Linked DNA regions of Sus scrofa: region 1 is linked to region 2. The links are chromatin contacts, called in public Hi-C maps. All regions are on one chromosome and are shown on one strand. The core of a region is the stretch at or near the end of the contact, and the rest is flanking DNA. Distances in the headings are between cores, read along the strand shown. Region 1 holds the start of LUM (lumican). Region 2 overlaps LOC102159901 (a long non-coding RNA gene).

The links. A called contact is a pair of places that touch in the nucleus more often than the background predicts.
Region 1: a Hi-C map of embryonic fibroblasts shows a contact between it and region 2, with 2.8 times the contacts expected there. The contact joins the promoter of LUM here to the enhancer-like site in region 2. A contact is called at or near these places in 1 of 5 promoter capture datasets (skeletal muscle), 6 of 47 Hi-C or Micro-C datasets (embryonic fibroblasts, heart right ventricle, mesenteric adipose tissue and 3 more) and 1 of 2 datasets of contacts at active chromatin or transcription factors (skeletal muscle).

The regions. Positions count from the first base shown.
Region 1 is chr5:91,746,161-91,750,351 of Sscrofa11.1, reverse strand. LUM (lumican) reads right to left here and starts at 1,481. Exons shown (of 3, transcript NM_001243339.1): 1 at 1,263-1,481.
Region 2 is chr5:91,556,714-91,560,790 of Sscrofa11.1, reverse strand. LOC102159901 (a long non-coding RNA gene) reads right to left here. Exons shown (of 5, transcript XR_002344335.1): 5 at 1-1,761. Among named protein-coding and RNA genes, the nearest start is that of DCN, 120 kb to the left of the region's middle. Within about 2 kb of position 2,095, at least 14 of the 83 cell types and tissues checked have an H3K27ac peak or open chromatin away from gene starts, as enhancers often do. A contact at or near this core is called in embryonic fibroblasts, where this site is marked.

The DNA.
Region 1 (4,191 bases), core at 232-2,731, 190 kb before region 2:
GTTAGACATTCGTAGAATGTCATAGCTGAGAAGTTGGTAATTCTGGGAGAGAAACTGTTCATGAAGAGCAGGATCCACATTCCAATAGATAAAATAAAATCTCTTCCTGTGAGAAACATGGTAGAAGGTTTTGTGTCTGGATAGTTTGGGATAAGCAGAACTGTCTACTATCAGGCATTTTAAACATCTTTGCTTTAACTTAGAATCATAAAGCCCTTTATTTTAGCAGATCAAACCCTCAAAAAGGTTGTGAGAATCACTCTGATAACTGACACGATGTAGCCTGTAGCCAGATGCTTAGTAAATTATTCCCTAAGATTATGATGGAGCCATTTAACTTAGCTGACAGGACTTGGCCATGAGAACAATTGTATCAGGCTAATGTAAGTATTCTTTCTAAGTCATAGTACATTAATGTTGTAAAGATTTGTCTTACTTCATTAATGTTTCCTCCTTATTTTAATTAAGTATACACTAAAACAGACATGGTAACAGTAATGTGTATTGAATTGTAATGAAAAAATGCTTACATATTTTTTGGTGGAGTCAAAACAAGGGCTCTGAATTCAAAGAGAGTTTGTACCCATATAATGACTCCACTATGAAGCAAAAACATACTTTACTTTCCCTTAGTTTTTTTCAAATACCTCTGGCTATGAAGGAAATATTTTTTTTTCCCAAAAAGTAAAGCATGGTTCCCAGAATTTCTTTAAAACATATTTCTGTTTCTCCACACACATCCAAAACCCAAATCTTTACAATTAACAAAAAGGAAATAAGTAACCCATAAATGTCTAAATCCTTTGGCTCACATTTTATAACAGCATCAAATGTTTATGGCAAACTGTAACAAATTATAACAACATACTTGTTGCAAAATATTTTCATTACTGATTGAAATGGCCTTTCTCTGCTCCAAAGTTAGGTACTAACAATACTCACATATATAACTAATTAGCATAAAATAGCAAACATCTTAAATGCCATACTTTTTCATTATGTCTACTTTTCTCAGTCCAACCTTGAAACTTCTATCACTTCCTTTGCTAAGCAACCCAGTATATAACTGTATGAAATGTATCTCAAATCCATAAATCATGGAAAGTCTATTAAGCACAACGTGGAAGTAAATGCTCAAAACTGTGGATTTGCTGTGGAATAGAAATTGGCAAAGTTGCTCTGGAATTTTTTTCTGTTCCTGTTACAATAACACTGTCCCAAACAGTCAGCATCCCCAGTGCTATAGTTAAAACAGCACTTACCTTACTGTCTTGACACTGCTTTCGTTAATTCTTAAAGCAGATGCACTATGGACAAGAATCCACCAATATATGCTGTAAACTCTGTCAGGACGGAACTGGCTGCCAGATTCTTCAGTGATACAAGAGCTGAGGGGGGGGGGGGAAACCCAGCCCAGTCACGCCAGTCTCTGAATGGAGTTATGTCATTGTGGGGATCTTGCGGTGTGGCATGCCAACACTGCTCTCTAACGAAGTGCAGGTGGACTTGGTGAGCAAGGACAGCCCAGCTCCCTCCCTATGGAATAAGGGAGAGATACATGTGTCTGGAACTAGCCCAAATACCATAGCTTTTAACCCCAAATTGAGTCCTGCTGCAAATGAGGCATCTACAGTGAGAACATTTCTCTTACAAAGCCCTTTCCTTCTCTAGCTGTGGCAACAATTCAGTGAAATTCTCTCAGCCAACTAGCCTGTTCATCTAAAAGTCTCATAAATCAACAGAATAAACAATTTCAGGAAAATGCAAATGAGCAGGCCCAGAGGATTTGAATCCTTTTTCTCATTACTCTTGAAATCTATGTTGATGTATTTGGACTAGCTTAATTTTTGACCAAGAGGGAAACTTACATTGATTTCTAAAATATTGAAATGCTTCATTTATATATATTCTGATACAAAGGACTAAATAGCAACATTTCCAGTTTACTTATGTTAAAGCAAGCTCGTTTTATGCTGATCAGATCTGGAACCAATCAGTAATATTCTGCCTGTTTCTTATTTTGTGGATTTAATTTAGGAATTCATCCAAAACCCTTACTTGGGGATAGAATTCTATAGCTTGCTGCCAAAAAACATAAAAGAACATGAAAAAAAAAGTATACTAAAAATATCACAAAATAATCATTTTTCACACAGTACTCTGTCCTTGCATGCTAGCAATATATTTTGTTTTTTTCAAAACTAAAAGTTATGTAAAGTTGTAATCTCCCAAAGGCCTGGTTTGATGTATCTTTCCTTATCATTTCCTGATGCATACTTCTAGAAAATGAGATCTACTCAATTCCTTGTCTATTTCATTTTGCAATTGTATCAGCTTTATTTATAGGAATTTTTCCCTCCAAACTTTCATTTCCTCATGTTTATAAGTAAGAAATCTTAGAATAAGATACTTTCAGTTGCCCCATTATAAGTTTTTCCCATTTAAAAGAACTTAAATATGTCCCTTTTTTTAGCTCTCAGACCTGCTGAAAGTTATTTAATCTTCATGATCACTAATGTATTTGCCTGAAAAATTAATGTTAGAATAAATGCTTCATTTTTGTAAGAGAAATGTTAAAAAACAAAAGATAATCCTGAAAGTAACTCATAGAATTATAAGGTGATTCATAATAAGTGTTTTAAGAAAATTTTATAAAGGCCTCGGTTTTATAATAGAGGACATTAAAAAAACTTAGAAGAAATCAAGGGAAAAAGTCATCACACATAATTCAGTATCTCATTGTAAAAAAAGATAGCAAAAACAATGCTAAGCATCAAGTTTTAAGTATGTCAGAAACTATAATCTGAGATTTTGTTTGAAAAATTCCAGCTATCTACTCCAAAGATTTTTCTTTATGAAGCAATCAGTGTATTGTGGTGTCTATAATAAAGTTTTAAATGCATTAAGTGGATTAGCTCATTGTGAACCTAATATTGTCCATATATACTTTTTTCTATAAAATTAGTTCTGTGAGACCAATCATTGGATAATGTTGCACATTTTAAGGCATATTTCTTGGGTCTATTAGAAATAGTTTAAATTAATATTTACAATGTATCTACGTTATTCCATGCTTTATTTTCAGAATTTTCACATATTTCTAAGTTTAAATTCCATGCTTTAAAACCCATATAAGAATTATTATCACATTTTCAAAGATGTAAAAATAGAAACTCACAAAGTCTAAATGATTCACTAAAAGTCACCTAACAAGTAAATGGAAGAACAAATCCTGCACACCTTCACCCACTGGAAAGAGGGTGGACAGGATGGAGCTGAGACAAGATAGTTGATCAGTTTGAAATCTTTTATGGGCACTATTACTATCAGTTGAGAAAAGATTGAAATATTAACTAAGTAGTAGTTTTGAAAAGGTAAAAAATTAAGCAATTGTTTCTTTCTTTGTACATCACACACTCACATTCATCCACACTCCAAGTGCACACTTTAGACCTTCTGGGTGAGGTCTGAGCTTTCTATCCTGGTGAATGTGTTACTGTTCAGGGTTCTTATCCTCCTTAATCAATAGAAATTGATAAGAGGCAAGGCAAGAAACTCAGGCAAGGCTTTATTGGGGCCCCTGCTATAGCTGGAAGGATTGAAAACAAGCAATATGCCCTCTTGCTCACTCACTCTCTGAGGGAGAATGAACTGGTTCCTTATACGGTCCAGGGATTGGTCCAGAGGAGTGGCTTAGGTGGCTTGCCCACCCTTTTGGCGGATGTGGGCCGTATGTAGTACATCCTGCTGTTGCTCTTTGATCTTCAGAAGTGGCAGTTGGTTTTTAGGTTTTTTGTATACTCTTGTTTATAATTTATGCATGCGCTCAGTTATTTTTAGAACTTTATAGTTTCTTTGTATTTTCTTGCTAGAGTAGATGTTTGTCCAGGTGCAAGCACTGCAGCTGCTGCAGCAAAATATCCCAAGCCCCAGGTGCCAGGCTGTCTCAGATGAAGGTCAGGTCCTTTGGAGGGATGGATGTGGAGATTTCATGAGAATCTATGTTAAAATGATTAAGTGGCCCCTCAGTCCACCAATTGGATTCCTTTCCATTGGCCTCAGGGGACCAGCGAGGATGATGAGAAATGTGACTGTTTCACCAACCTGGTTCTAAATCCAACCTCGAAGCCCTCCGGCTCACTTGATTGTTTCCTGTCATAACCATTCTGAGAAGTATGACCGAAAAGTAGT
Region 2 (4,077 bases), core at 846-3,345:
TCTGACTGCCTGCAAATGGTGCAGTTTATTCACCTGCCCGCTAATGAGAATTATAGCTATTCTTTTTTTCTTAATAGAAAGAACGTTGGTTTAATTTATATTTAAGCTCTAACAATCCCTAAGAGTTCTAAGTATTAAGAGAACATCAAGCACAGGTTGATTTAACACAAGGACCTTCTACAGGCACTTACCTGTGTTCCAGAGAAGTCCATGTAAAGACACAAATATAATTCTGTCTTTATTCAAAGAAACTCTGAAAATTAGACTTAAACATAATGTTGATGTATGGAAGGAAGGAACAACTTATTTGATGATTCATTGGCAGATGTCAGAAATTAGGAATTTGGCATAATCCAATGTCTACTCTGAGTGGGGTAGCAGATTAGAAAAAGCACTGAACCTGGCGTAAAAAGACTTGGATTCCAGCCTGAGGATGCCTTTATATCACCTGTGTTATTCTGAGCAAGTCACTAAACCCCTCATTATAATCTCCCATCTCTTAGTCTACATAATCATGTTAATAATACTTGCTTTTGCTAATTCAAATAATGAGAAGAGCTCATTTTCTGTCCTGAATGGATTCTGGAAACATGTTTTCCTCCTGCCTAATTCACTATCACAGAGTGTCTAATTCTCTCTTTTTAGTTATCTACTGCAATGTTTGTCACACAGTAGGTATTCAATCGACAGTGTGAAATGTAATCAAGCAGTGCACCCAAGAGGGAATAAATAGGGTACTCACAAAGATTTACTGAACACTCAAAAGTGAAGAATATTAGAGAAGACAAAAGTACAGTGAAAAGGGGAGGGACAGAAGGTTTAAGAAGACATAAACCTGCTAATTTGCCAAAGTTGGTTGTAAATTTGCTTATAAACCTACATAAATTATGAACAATGCTTTTAGGCACTACACACTGGATACCGCATCACATTATGTGCTGTACTCTTCTCATACTCTTTACAGTTGATGATCTATCTATACGAGAACAATCCGAGAGAACTTTCAGCAATGATGGAAATTCTGTGTACCCTGCCCTGTATAATTGCCATTTGCCACATGTAGCTTGAAATGTGGCTAGTGTAACTGAGGAACTAAATTTTACATTTTATTTAATTTTCATTAATTTAAAATTCAATTAGTCACATGTGGCTAGTGGCTACTGTATTGAGCACAAATCTAATAACTTACATGGTTAATGAATGACCATATTCCTATGTGAAGCAGAGGTTTCTAAGACAGCATAGTGACTCAATATGTACGTGAAAAAAGGAATTATGGTTAAACAGACCTCAGTTTTCAAAACTATCTGAAATCTTGTTTCCTACAACTTGTGACGTAACGCATCTCTTTGACAGATCATTGCATTCTTTCACCATAAGTAGAAAAAGAACTTGGTTGCATTCCATTGAAGACATTCTTTAGCTTTCTGGGACTCAGTTTCCTCATCTATAAAATGAAGTGGCTGGACACCATTATATCATATTTAAAGCTCTTTTTAGCTGTAGGAATTGGGAGCAACTTAGTTTAATTTGTCTCATCTAATTCCTGTCTCATCATCAGAATCTCTCCAAAATGTTTTCCTTTCCTTCTGTCCCTCTCTTTCTTGCCTTTTCACAGCTCAAAAGATTTCTCCAGTTTGAATGATTTATCCTTCTGGATTTATGTTGTCAGAAAGGTTTGTTTAGATGGAGTCCAGACATACTCCTGTGTAGCTTATGCATTCTAATTAAGAAGGATAACTTCAAATGGATCAAGGTTATCTAAAAAAAAAAAAAAAAAAAAAAAGAATTAGAACTTGATTCAAAGATCAGAAGGGAAGAAGACCGTTATAAAATAAACTTGGGATGAACAACTCCAAAGTTTAAAGCAAACTGAGATGAGAAGCCTGTTTTTCTTCTCAAAATCAGCCTAATTCTCATTTGAAGGGTTAAGAGAGTAAAGTAGCTGCAGTTGCAGAAATGCAGATTTCTGACGTGGCTGCTCGGAATTTGTTAAAGGAAAACAATTCTGAAAATTCATTCCGGTCCCTCTGGCTCCCCTGGTTCTCTGCACCCTGAGAAAGAAAAGGAGTACACAACTGCCACCTTTTGGAGAAAACAGCAATAGCAGCAGAGACCAAGAACATTAACTACTCCACTTTCAGAGGGAAAAATGAAGTGGTAAATATTATTTTAACCTTATTATGATGTCATATCTCCAAAGAGTTAATCCAACTTCAACTTAAAAATGTAAGTAAAAGCTGAATTAAAATCCGGGTTTGGTTTTCCTCATCTTTTAAATGACAGTAATAAACTATACCTGATTTTGTTTTAAAATAATCTTTGAAATAACCACAAAAGAACAAAATGCTATCTCGAATCCTGATGTCAGGACTTTCTTTTCGCCTTGATCATGGCTAGAGATCTACTGGGACTATTAATTGTTTGCACCCAGTTACTCTGCCCTTAACTGTAAGATAAGATAGTCCTTAATTTCAAGTAGTGTTCTGTTTTTAATATTTAGAATAAAACACTAGAGAAGAATATCCCTTTGTTTTGCTAGAGAAGAGGATTATTTATTTTATCAAAAACAAGGAAGAAGTGTTGCCAGGAATTTACTAAGTTTCCTGGACTTGGACAGTCAAAGGCTTTTGAAATCCTACACAGCTTGGTGTAATCATAATTACTGTTTAATATGTGCAAACACCTTTCACATGTCCTGGTCTTGAACATTCTGGGTGTGCCCTCCACTGGTACAATGACTGCTAAGCATAAGATTCTGCAACTAAACAGATGAAGATGACCTTTAAAATGCTTCAGAGATGGAGGTCAGGGGATGTCAGAATTTTGTTTTAAGCCATGTTGAGATATCTACAAATTTGACTTAGAAATAGTTCGCATTGGATTGACCTATTGAAACCATAAGTATAAAACAACCCTCTTCCTTACATGTCCTCTTTTCTCTCTGAGATGCTTCTCAAACATAAGCAATTAAAGCATAGAAGCAAATCTGATACATGACTGATTGCTTCCAGGTTTCTCTGAGTTCATTCTCCCAACATATTTTCTTAGTGCAACCACCCACACATACTAATCAAAATGTTTTCTTAACATTTACCTTAAATTGTACTCCAAAACAGATTCTACGTTATTCCCTAAATAAGGTATCACAAAGGCTGCTGTGATTTTAAAGTGAGAGATGAAAGCTGCTCTTATAAATTGCCATATTGTGAAGAACAATCATTACTGAATATATGTACTATTTTTATATCACTTCCTTCTCCACTCTACCCTGTAAGTTTTAACAAAATTATTTGCCCTGAAAATAAATGCACGAGAGAATGATTACTGAAACAGCATTTTCTGTCTTAGCCCTGCCAATATGGGATTGTTAGGAGATGGAGTTAAAAATCTTCAGCACGCCCTGCTGTGGTTGTCAATCATAGCTCTCCCTTTCCAAAAACCTCAAAAGAGCTTATAATGCCACGTACCATATGTGGAGTAATAATTAGGCTTACCAGGGTGCTTTCTGTTGGACAATCTCTTTGGCACAGATAGAGCCATAAAATCCAGCTTTTTACACAATGTTATCCAGCTTTTTTCAAGCGCTTTAAAGAATATAACTGTAATATCATTTGACAACTTTGGCATGCTCTGAGCTAACTATTGGGCACTTTTGAATCTGGAGTTTCTTATGCATTTTTTTTCTATTGAGACAAATACCAGAATTTGGGAACTGAATCAATAGTACACATCCACGATTCCTGAACTCTGAAAATTAACGTGAAAGCAGACATTTTACAGAATCACTTGGAACTGAATTGCAAAAATTATTTGGAATTTCAAGTTAAAAGTCAATACGAAGAACTTCTGGAGTTCCATTGTGGTGCAGCGGAAATGAATCCAACTAGGAACCAAGAGGTTGCCGGTTTGATCCTGGCCTCGCTCAGTGGGTTGAGGATCTGGCACTGCCGTGAACTGTGTTGTTGGTTGCAAACATGGTTCGGATCTGGCATTGCTGTGGCTGTGGTGTAGGCCGGCAGCTACAGCTCTGATTAGACCTCTAGCCTGGGAACCTCCACATGCTGCGGGTGTGGC